Linked DNA regions of Sus scrofa: regions 2, 3 and 4 are each linked to region 1. The links are chromatin contacts, called in public Hi-C and HiChIP or PLAC-seq maps. All regions are on one chromosome and are shown on one strand. Each heading gives the region's core, a stretch centred on a gene start, on an enhancer-like site or on the middle of the called end of the contact. The rest is flanking DNA. Distances are from core to core; before and after follow the strand shown. Region 1 overlaps LOC110255810 (a long non-coding RNA gene). Region 2 overlaps LOC106507157 (a long non-coding RNA gene). Region 3 holds the start of RNASEH2B (ribonuclease H2 subunit B). Region 4 overlaps LOC102166061 (a long non-coding RNA gene).

Evidence for each region. A called contact is a pair of places that touch in the nucleus more often than the background predicts. HiChIP or PLAC-seq counts read pairs in DNA pulled down with a chosen protein or histone mark.
Region 2: an H3K27ac HiChIP or PLAC-seq map of alveolar macrophages shows a contact between it and region 1. The contact joins two enhancer-like sites. A contact is called at or near these places in 2 of 2 datasets of contacts at active chromatin or transcription factors (alveolar macrophages and skeletal muscle).
Region 3: a Hi-C map of skeletal muscle shows a contact between it and region 1, with 2.6 times the contacts expected there. The contact joins the promoter of RNASEH2B here to the enhancer-like site in region 1. A contact is called at or near these places in 9 of 47 Hi-C or Micro-C datasets (alveolar macrophages, embryonic fibroblasts, fetal skeletal muscle and 3 more).
Region 4: a contact with region 1 is called in an H3K27ac HiChIP or PLAC-seq map of alveolar macrophages. The contact joins two enhancer-like sites. A contact is called at or near these places in 1 of 47 Hi-C or Micro-C datasets (embryonic fibroblasts) and 2 of 2 datasets of contacts at active chromatin or transcription factors (alveolar macrophages and skeletal muscle).

What each region holds. Positions count from the first base shown.
Region 1 is chr11:17,289,468-17,292,137 of Sscrofa11.1, forward strand. All of the region lies in intron 1 of LOC110255810 (a long non-coding RNA gene), which reads right to left. Among named protein-coding and RNA genes, the nearest start is that of DLEU7, 320 kb to the left of the region's middle. Within about 2 kb of position 1,379, at least 22 of the 83 cell types and tissues checked have an H3K27ac peak or open chromatin away from gene starts, as enhancers often do. A contact at or near this core is called in alveolar macrophages, fetal skeletal muscle, retroperitoneal adipose tissue and 1 more, where this site is marked.
Region 2 is chr11:17,697,886-17,700,555 of Sscrofa11.1, forward strand. All of the region lies in intron 5 of LOC106507157 (a long non-coding RNA gene), which reads right to left. Among named protein-coding and RNA genes, the nearest start is that of MIR15A, 58 kb to the right of the region's middle. Within about 2 kb of position 1,311, at least 13 of the 83 cell types and tissues checked have an H3K27ac peak or open chromatin away from gene starts, as enhancers often do. A contact at or near this core is called in alveolar macrophages, where this site is marked.
Region 3 is chr11:16,910,435-16,913,104 of Sscrofa11.1, forward strand. RNASEH2B (ribonuclease H2 subunit B) reads right to left here and starts at 1,372. Exons shown (of 11, transcript NM_001244492.1): 1 at 1,181-1,372. The coding sequence starts at 1,232. It overlaps LOC110255807 (a long non-coding RNA gene), which reads left to right and starts at 1,581. Exons shown (of 3, transcript XR_002336662.1): 1 at 1,581-1,841; 2 at 2,517-2,616.
Region 4 is chr11:17,610,950-17,613,619 of Sscrofa11.1, forward strand. All of the region lies in intron 4 of LOC102166061 (a long non-coding RNA gene), which reads right to left. Among named protein-coding and RNA genes, the nearest start is that of MIR15A, 150 kb to the right of the region's middle. Within about 2 kb of position 1,297, at least 55 of the 83 cell types and tissues checked have an H3K27ac peak or open chromatin away from gene starts, as enhancers often do. A contact at or near this core is called in alveolar macrophages and skeletal muscle, where this site is marked.

The DNA of each region.
Region 1 (2,670 bases), core at 129-2,628:
GAACTGTGAGTCAGAGGTCTCAACTCACTGTTCCATCCTTCTCCCCCAGACCTGGACCTTCAAATTTCATTGTGTCTCAGCTGTACCTGTTTCCCAGTGACTAGGAATCAGGATTCTCTTCTGCTAAGAATCCTAAGTGGGATGGAGTGTCCCTATTCTGTCTCACAAACAGCACTCTAAGAAGAGCAGTGGCGCCTCACAGGACAGGAAGAACAGGAAGAATTGAGACACTGGTGACTGTGGCTTCATCCAACTGCTGCGAGTGAACAAATGTAAAAGATGTATTTTTGCTCTCTCAGATGGGAAAGGAGTCCCTGGACTGTGTCCATGTAGAGTTCAGGGTTGGATTTCTAGGAAAGCCTCAGTGAGGGGCTGAATTATGTGCTATTAACTCAAGCTGCAGCTGTCCTGGGGGTCAACAGAGCTGTCTGAGCTCATGTTACATGCGTACACTGGTGGCCAGAGCTTAGGGGCTAGTGTCACTGGGAGTCAATCCTGAGATATCCAAACCAGCCTAGGAGGCACATGCGTCCCTGTCACTGTCCCTCATGTCCACCTCTGGACACTATCACCTGGGGTCCAAAGTTCAGCTGTTCTTAGACACAAATTATAAACACATTCTACAACTTCTGTGAACCATCTGGAGCAGGTTCAGAGCACAGGACTGCACTGCCAAGGACTTTAAGGCTTAAGAATTGACTCCCAGATAACAGCTCTTCTCAGCAAGGAAATCTGCCCAGGTCCCTAGGTGCCCAAATAGCCCTGTTGATAAAATGAGCTCTGCTGCAGACTCACTCAGCTCCTCCAGTTGTGATTCCCAATGCTGAGTGACCACCATGGGCGCTTGATGTTTGTTCTTCCCTTTACAACTCCTTCTTCACTGTCAATTTCCTGCCCATCCTCCACCCAAGCTGCTCATTTAACAGTGCCAGCTGATCAGCTCTTAGAGAACAGAGTGTGCCTTTAAGGCTCCTTAGAGGAGAAGTACTTGACAAGTACAAAATGGAAAAATTTTTCGACAAATGTGACATTTAATTTGAAGTATCAGCCATAATGATCAACATCAATAAATTCATTTATTTTCCATTAAGACATTGTGTGTGTGTGTGTGTGTGTGTGTGTGTGTGAGAGAGAGAATTCACAGGCACTGTGCAGTGTCCCACTCTCTCCCTCTCTCTTGTCAGTGCATCTGCGCATGTGTTTGTTCACTGAGCCGTGTCCAGCTTTCTGGGCTCCTCCACTGGCAGCCTGTGCCCTCCCTAATCAATAAGAAACCAGACAAATTGGAGGCATGCAGCTATTTCCACCGGTTCACAGAGGGAAAGCTTTGGTGCACTCCCTAGAGGCTAGGCCAGGCCTGTGAGTTGAAGCTGTAGAAGGAAGCTGACTTGTAAACCTTCCTCCACAATCAGGGTTTACTCTGTTTATTCTGTCAATCCTGTTTATTCTTTCAACTCTGGCTTCTCAGCAGAACAGCTCATCACACTACACCCAAATTGTGGGGACACATAGAAAACATCCAAAAAGAACCAGAGAGAGCTCACTCCTGCTGATTCATTCACTAAGCCATTTGTTAGCAAGCTAGTTTGGGGTTTCTCTTTTCCACAATATTTCAACACTTAGGGAATTAAAACTGCCAGCTGTTCTCTTCTTCAAATAAGATACCCTGGATAATTGGGAATTTAAAGTAAGTTTCACTCTTAAAGTCCCCTTCTAAAATATGTCTGACCAAAATAATCAGTTCTCGAAATAACTTGGAAATCCAGACCATACAGAAGAGTCATGTATAACATTAAGGACAGAGTTATTCAGAAGTTGGTAAACATACACTGAAGCAGTCCTGGTTTCTAAGATTTAAAATGTAAAACCAAATGACTCATAATTTCTGAATTATGGCTCTGGATGCGAGCTTACAGAAAGCTACAAATATCAAATTGGACATAGCGTAGCTGAGAAACTGTGAAATCAGCAAAGACCTGACTCCAATTCTACACTTGCTGTGCAACCTGAAACAAATGATATGCTCTGACTAAGCCTCAGTTGTTCTCATGACTAAAATGGGAATCATGAGTCATCCCTCAACTCGGTGAATTTTTGTGGGGATTCAGACTAGGAAATGCATTGTAAAATTGTTTCTGGCTCATAGTAAGTACTTCGTAAATGAAAATTACTGGACACACATTTTACAGATAATATCTTCAAAAATCAGGAACTTAATTTTAAAATTTAGGAGACAAGGAAGACCACTTTGAGGAAATATCTGACTCTGCAATCAGATAATGAAACATCTTAGAAATACAGATTACTCGGAGCAGACCTAAGTGCCAGGGACAGGGCTCATACCCAGCTGACACACAATAAACATTTATTGACATTGACCATGGTTACTTCAGGTTAAAAATAAAACATTTGGAAGAATTACAGAATCACTTGTGGTTATTTCTGAAATATTATGACATCAAAGTAAGAATTCAAAGTATCACCACCACAAAATAAAATAAAATAAATAAAATAAAATAAAATAAAACCTGGGTACCAGTTTTGTTTAAAAAGACCCGAATAACCCAAAACTCAAGTATTGCTTGTAAAGCAAAAGTTCATAAAATTATAAAACCAGAATTAAGAAAGGCTTCCTAGAAATGGACAGAGGCTCATCAACTTCAGCAGAGA
Region 2 (2,670 bases), core at 61-2,560, 410 kb after region 1:
CCCAATTTAGAAATGCTAAGAGACTCTGCTATGAAAAAAATATATTTTCATTTGCCATGTCATTATTTTTTAAAAGTCAGGGTTTTAATGTTTCTGTTTTGTAACCTTAATTCCTTTGATCATTTGCTCTTGATTTCTATTTTTAAATCTCTTGGTCACAACACACTTCGATTCTCAATTCCTAGTCATTAATTTTCATTCCTCACTTAGTTATTGGCTCTTCACGAAGGTTTTTTTTTTTTCTACATGGATTCATGGATGCTATGTTTGCCTTTTTTGTCAATTTCTGAATGACACTTACTTAGATATAATGGTTTAGGATCATGCTGGCTTCACCTTAAAACTGTAGACATTTTTCCTTTGTTTTCTGGCCTTGAATATTGCTTAGAGGAAGTCTAAGGCCAGCATGACTTCCTCCCTCTTATAAGTTACTTAGTTTTTTGCTTAGAGGTCTGAAGTTTTTCCATCAGTCTTTATGGTTAATAGCTCAACCAGGAGATGCCTTGATGTTGAATATTGTATGTCCACTTTTTTTGAATATTTTTTTCTTCAGAGTCAGTTCTTTCAGATTTTGTGGAAATTCTCTTCTATTACATCTTTAAGTGCTTTTTTCTGATCCATTTGTTACATTATGTACCCAGGAAGTTGAATCAGGCTGATATATTTGTCTCACTTGCATATTATCATCTTTGCAATTACTCTGCCCCACTTTTCTTCTGCATTCACTGCAATTTATTAAATTAATTTGTCAACTGGAATGTATTGAGTTCCAGCACTAGCAGTAAATAAGATCACATCCCTGCTTTTATGAAGCTGTGAAGCTTTCGCTTGAGGATAGGGGAGGGAGAAATAAACATAACAAAGTCAGGTAGTGATAACAATAAGAAACCCAGGTAAAGAAATGGAGGGGTCGGGGCAGGAATTGTGCGTTTTAGATAACGCAGTGAGAGCAGGCCTCCCTAAGATGATATTTGAGAAGAAATGTGAATGAAGTGAGGCAGCGAGCTAGGCAAACACCTGGGCAATACATATGAGGAGAACAACAAGTACAAAGGACTTGCAATAGAAGAATGGTGTGTTCAAGACAGAATGATTCAAGTTGAATGAGTAACCAGAAAGTGATGAGAGGTTAAACCAGATAATTGGATAGGCCAGGTCACAAAAGGGGCTGGAGACCCTAGAGAGGAGACTGAAATTTGTTCAAACTGTGACAGAGCAGAGAGATGGTATGGGCTTTAGAGGAGTCACTCTGGCTGCTGCTAAGTATTTCAACAGCACTCAAATGAGTATAAGGAATTAGTCAAACAGGTGTGGTCAAACCGAAAAAGGAAAAAGAGAGCCCTGAGATAACAGAGGAACTTCAGGAAGCAGTTACTACTCCTAGTCCTCAATAAACTCGGGCAGACCTGAAGTTTCTAGAAGCCAGGAGCTATAAAGGGAAACTCGGCAGAGCTGGAACCCTAACCTGGGTGGGGGGGTGCTGCCCAGTGGCTTTTGGTACTTCTATGTGGGGGCTGGTTCTAGGAGAGTGGAAAATAGTTGAAATTTAGGGCTAGCTGCTGCTGCCAGGGAGAAGTTCCATAACTGGGCAATGCTGGCAGGTGCAGAAAGCCCACAAGGAAGAACAAGTTCTTTTTCCCTCTTCTTGACTTTTTCTTCTGTTGACTGACTGATTGTAGCAAGCAGAAATGTAGCTTCCAGAGTCCCAGTCCCAGCATCACAAAGCAGACTATAGAAGGGTTTACTGAGAAAAGATAACAGTCTACTGGCACAAAGAGGAATTAAGGGTGATTTTTTAGGCTTTTGTCTTGAGCAACTGGATGAAAATAATGTCATTTATTGACATGGGGGAACTTAGGAAGAAGTAATTTGAGGGGGAGAAGAAAATAAATGTTTGTTCTGAATGAGTTAACTTTGAGGTTTTTATTAGACACCTAAGTGGAGTTCCTGGGCAGGCAGTTGGATATGAGTTCAGAGCTTAACAGAGGTATTAGGGATAGAATACAAATTTCAGGAGTCCTAAGAGCACAGACAATATTTATACCAGAAAAAATGGGTCAGATGACCTAGGGGGAAATGAGTATTGACAAGGAAGAACAAAAAAAGGATGAGGACTATGCCTAGGAGTCCCAAACATTTGGGAAGAGGAAGATGATCTGGCAAGACGTTAATAAACAAGAGCAGTTTTAGGTGGCGATGTGAAGACAATAATCCTAACTGGAATGAATTGAAGAGATAATATATGATGAGGAAGTGGAAACTGCCAGCATAGACAATCTTTAAAATCTTTTAAAAAATCAAATAAAATACTGTTATAAAAGGGAACAGAAGAAAGGGGTTCTTACTTACCATGGAAATAGGGGGGGATATGAGGTCTAAGATGATAGTATGTTTAGAAGGGGAAATATTACAGTATGTCTACTGGCTGGAATAATCCAGTAAAGAAAGAGAAACTAAGGATGCAGGAAATGGAGGAGATAATCACAGGAGTGAAGTCCTTGACTATACAAGGAAATATGGCATCTGGGGCACAAGGAGAAGGGCTTAGATAAGAGCAGGGATAGCAGACTCTAGACAAAGGAGGAGAGAGTATATGGAGGCAGGCTGAAAAATACAGCATGGGAAAGATGAGTTTCTCTGGTGACAGCTTCTATTTATCAATAAAATGAG
Region 3 (2,670 bases), core at 122-2,621, 380 kb before region 1:
GGGGTTACTGGGGCTATCCAGCAACAGGTAAGAGAAGCCTACTGGAAAAGTTCTAGGTCTTGACATGAGGAATGCTTACAGGGGTACAGATATATGAAAAGTTCATTGAGTTGCACCTGCTTAAACTTGTATATGTTACTATATGCATACTTCTTTACAAATGGAGAAAAAGTAAAACACAAAAAATATCGACAGATTGTCATGTAACAATTTTCAATATCCACCATAAAAATCTAGATTAATGGCCATCTATATTGTTATCAGAGTATCATTTACTTGAAAAATACCATATTTGCCGAATAAAGTCTCCAAGTTAGATACTGAAAACAATGGGTTTTCCTTATATCCAATGTTATGTCATCAAATCAATCTATCATCCCATGAAAGGGCCAAACCTTTCTGACCTGCACTCCCTGGTCCCAACTCCATTTATTCTGACACTTCATGCCAATCATGGCTGGCAACTGATGTCCATCATCCGAAGCCTCTGCGGTCCCTGAATCATCACCCCGGGGAGGCTGAAAAGGCAGGTTCCACCACTCCCATCATTAGCTACCTGCCTGAATCTCTTTGAATCACCCTTGTCCTAACCCCTGCCACACAGCTTCCCTCCTGCCTCACCAACCAAGGCCTGTCCCAGGGAAGGGATGGGGTTAAGACACCACAGCCTCCAGGCCGATGCGGGTCTACTGGATCCTCGGTTCCGATCTAGTAGGTCCCAGATGCCTGGCCGGCTGTCGAGTGGCGAGGGGTATCAAATTACATCCCAGGAGCGGACAACTGCGGAACCTGCGCCGCTCTCCGCTGGCCTGGGCCGCAGTCTCCAGCCCACCTGATCTACAAAGAACCCCAAGGGGGAAAATCCGCTCGGTCGGTTTTTGCGCTTCCAGCTCGGGTTTTGAAACGCACAGATACAGAACTTGAAACCGAAATGAAGAACCACGTGTTCCGAGAGACACTCGAGTCCCGCGCGCGCGGCCGAGGGGCGCGCAGGGCCTGCGCGGGGTGTACCTCGGCTGCGCGCGGACAGGGGGGCCCGCCGGGGTGCGCGCGCCGGGGCCGCCGCTGAGAACCCGCCTGGGCGCCGCCCCCGCGGACGCTCGGCGCGCGCTCCCGCGCGGCGGTTGGGGGACAAGGGGCCGGGCCGAGCGCGCCGCTGCCCCGGGGCGGTCGTGTTTACCTGGGACCAGGAACACGTGCTGCCGGCCGCAAGCCCCGTCTCTGCGGTCCATGCTGCCCGCCGTGCCCGCCGAGCGCTCCGGGTGGCCGCAGGCCTCTGCACGCGGAGCGCGGGCCCGGCCAGAGCCCCGCGGCAAATGGCGGGAGAAGGGACTTTACCGAGGAGCGCAGCGTGCAGAGGGCGGGCCCGGAGGGCGGCCCGCGGGGAGAACCTCGGGCTTTCTTTTCGTTTCGTTTCCGGAGCCCGCCAGTGGCTTAGGTTAAGTGTTTAAATTGAGCGCCAGGCCCAGGCCGGCGGAAAGGGTCGCGGCCCCTCCGCCCCGCGGCGCGGCCAATGGGAGGTGCTCACCCGCGGCGCCCAGTGACGCGACGCGCTGGGCGGCGACCCAGGGCGGCGGCGGCGGCGGCGGCGGCGGCGGCGGCGGGCGGATCGCTTCAGCCCGGGGCGCCGGGTCTCTGCTTGCAGCGGCCCAGGGTCTTCCCAGTGGGGGAGTGGGGACCCCAAGGCTGGTGGACTCGCACACACCTGGCAGAAGGGAAAGCCTGGAGCGAATCCACGTCCAAATCCTAATGCTACTCTGGTCATCGTACCTTGATTATTATTTGCATCCTGCGTTGGAAGTAATGCCCGAATCTAGTGTGCTGTGTGCTTCGTGACACAGGTAAAGCAGTCCTCAACTTGGGGTTAGTCCTTGTCACTACGAAGAGGTGCACAATTTGAGGCTCAAAATATGCATTTGCTTTGAAAGACAATTTGCAATGAGTTAATCAAGACATTTTAAAAGCGTTATTTAAAAAGTTAGAGTCATGAAATTTGAAGATTTAAACTTTTAAAATAAAATTTTAATTGTACACGGTTTTAGAAAAGGTGGTAATAAACATCTGTCTCATACTTTAAAGAAAAGTATGACTCCCTGCTAATAACCCAGATCTCCAGCCCTCTTCCCCAGGGGCAATTACTGTTAAGTCTGTCTATTCTAACAGGATCTTGCCATTCACAAGTTCATGTCTCTCTTTTTTCTTTTTTTGCACAAATGGTATTTGGGGTATATTTATTTTTCTTCAAAAGATATTCAAAAACAGAAACATTTCCCTTTATAATGTTAATTAAAATGCAAAAGATATATGTATGTGTATATATATGTCTATACACGTATAGACATATATATACTCCTACATACACATATATATCTGAATATGCATGCATTATGAGTATACATAACTTTAATGCACTTAGGTTTTTTGGTTTAAATCTTGAAGATAGTTAAATTCAGCAGCACTAGATCTATCTCAGCCTTCTGAAGGGTTTTTTTAATTTCAATCCCATTTCCCATGAGGGGGGAGAAATGCAGCTAAGTAAGTTGACTGCAGGCCACACCTGGCAGAGAGGACCGTTGAGGAGGGAGACCCAGATGCCAGCCCCGGGGCAGGCAACAGGTCGGTATTATTGCTCTAGAGCTGTTTTTGTCGTTCTCTGATCTTTTCCAGCCA
Region 4 (2,670 bases), core at 47-2,546, 320 kb after region 1:
GCAATTCCATGTTCTCCATAGAAGAGGCAAGGACAGGGACCAGGCTGGTTCCCCAAGGTAAGTCGGGCCCCTTGAAAGAGCTACTGCTTCAGAGTTTCGGTTGTATTCAGAGGTTGGAATACAGTTGGCCGTAGTCACCACTCAGAGCACAACAAGAGGAAATGAGTGTAAACCTCATCAAGAATAACCTAGTTTAGACAAAAGGAATAATCTGTGAAGACTATTAGCAGGATATAATGCCCAAGTGTTTGCAGAGCATTTTTTAAATTAGGCAACTGTCCTCACCAGTGACTGTGACTAATTAAAAAATCATGTCATCGTATTCAGAAATGCAAACTGGCTATAGCCACAACCAACTTCAAGAATATATTGCTATGCTTTATAAACTGATTTAAAAGTCTTATTCAAGCCAGAGAGGGATCCTGAGATATTTCTATACAACGTAAGAATTCAGAAATTTAATATTAAGTAACTACTCAAATACACTTTGGGAGGCAAGTTACATGAAGATAAGTAAATCAGTGGGCGTTTTTTATGGCTTGTTTTTTCAAAATTGGATAAAAGCTGCATAATGCACTATACCTCAAGCCTAAAGTTAGAAAGATATCACACCATCACATACTATGTAGAAACCCGTTTTTGCAGAACAGCCAGACTCCCAATCAGTAATCAGGAATCTTTGAATTCAAAAGTGCACATTGTTCTTTTGGCTAAAAATAGCAGAGAATCTCAATCCCTTAAATACAGAGCAATCTCTTATGACCTCTAATTTATTGCACTTCCTGTGACCAACAAAAACTTACTGAATACCTATTATGAGCTTAGTTTGTGTGAAGCCTTCTGTAAACACCAAAGTGAATTTTTAAATATAAAGAAAAAGACATTTCAAGCTGTTTAGCATGTATCGAAATTCACACTATACATTTTTGACAGGATAATGTAATTTAGCATGTATTTTCTCCTTCTCACACCTTGTTGGTATATTTTCTCAAACTTCTGAGACCTATACAAAATTTACTTTCTAGTAGTTTTTTAAGGGCTAAAGACTGGAAGAACAGACCGAAGAAGTTCACAGACACTCGTTCGCACAAACAAACGCAAGGCTGTGTACACGCACACGGCCGCCCCCCCACCCCCCGCTCCCCACCCCCCGCTCCGCCTTCTCTCCTCCGCCCCTGGGGATGTCTGATCTGCAGTCTGGGAAAGGAAAGCGCCTCCTCCACATCCTCTCCCAGGGTCTCTCCCCAGGCCCGCGTCCGCGGGGAGAAGTGCTGACTCACAGCCTCGGCGGGTTAGCAGCTCTCACTTCCCCAGCCCCGCTGAGCCGGACCACCGAGCCGACCCGGCCGTGGGCGGGGGCGCGGGGGGCAGGGGGGCGGCGCTGCCGTTCCGCTCTGCCGAGGGCTGTGGGGAGGAAACCCCAAAGGGCGTCTGGCCGCGCTGGGCGCTCCTAGGATCGCACTGCTGGGCAGCTACGGGGCAATGGCAGAAAAGGAGAGAGAGAGAAAAAAAATGAAATGAAACTTTGGAAGGTCAAGAGACAGAGAAGGCAAAGGGAGACAAAGAAGAAGAAAGGAAAAAAGGGCCTGGGGTGAGGTGGTTGAGTCCCCCAAGCCAGGGGACAGTCAGCCTGCAGAGTGTCTCCGCGCTCTGAGCTATGACTGAGAGTCTTTGACCAGACACCTGCAGACTTGTGTGTAGTCGATTGCTCATAAGGTGCCCTTCCAAAAGCTTTTTACTTTTTCAGGCCACAGATTTAATGGAAGTGACTTGCCCAAGAACATAGTCCAAGCTCTCTCCTGTTAGCCCCACTGGTAATAATCTAATATTCCGCATACTTCAGGACCCTGAGGGTCAGGTCTCATCATCCCAGAAATTGAAATAGTGTTAACAATAAACAATCAAAGAAAAAAATTTTATTCTCAAAAGCAGTTGTGTGATTCTAATTTTAAGTTCTAGAATAGGCAAAACAAATCTATGATAGGGGAAAAAAAATCAGGACCATTGTTGTCTTAGTGGTTTGTACTTGGGGACTGACTGGGAAGGATCATGGAAGGAACTTTCTGGAATGATAGTAATGTTTTATATTTTAATAGTGGTTTGGGTTGGAGTTCCCGACTTGGCTCAGCGGTTAACGAACCTGACTGGCATCCATGAGGATGCAGGTTCGATCCCTGGCCTTGCTCGTTGCCGCGAGCTGTGGTGTAGGTGGCAGAGATGGCTCAGATCTGACGTTGCTATTGCCCTGCCGTAGGCTGGTAGCAACAGCTCCGATTAGACCCCTAGCCTGGGAACCTCCATATGCCGTGGGTGCGGCCCTAAAAAGAGAGTAAGACCAAAAAAAAAAATAGTGGTTTGGGTTACACAGCTGTATGTATTTATTAAAACTTTTCCAGCGGTTTATGCATTTTGCTATATGTGAATTTTACCTCAAAGGAAAAATATAGAAAATATTTAACTCTAGCTAAATATATGCATGCCAATGTGTTTAGGGATGATGTGTTCTGATGTCTGCAACTTCCTTTGAAATACATCCAAAAAAATAATATGTACTGATGAATGGATAGCTGTGCAGATATCAACACATGATAAATCAGGTATAGTAAAATGTTAATTACAGACTCTAAACGGTAGGCATATGGTTCACCACAAAATTTTTTCAACTTTTCT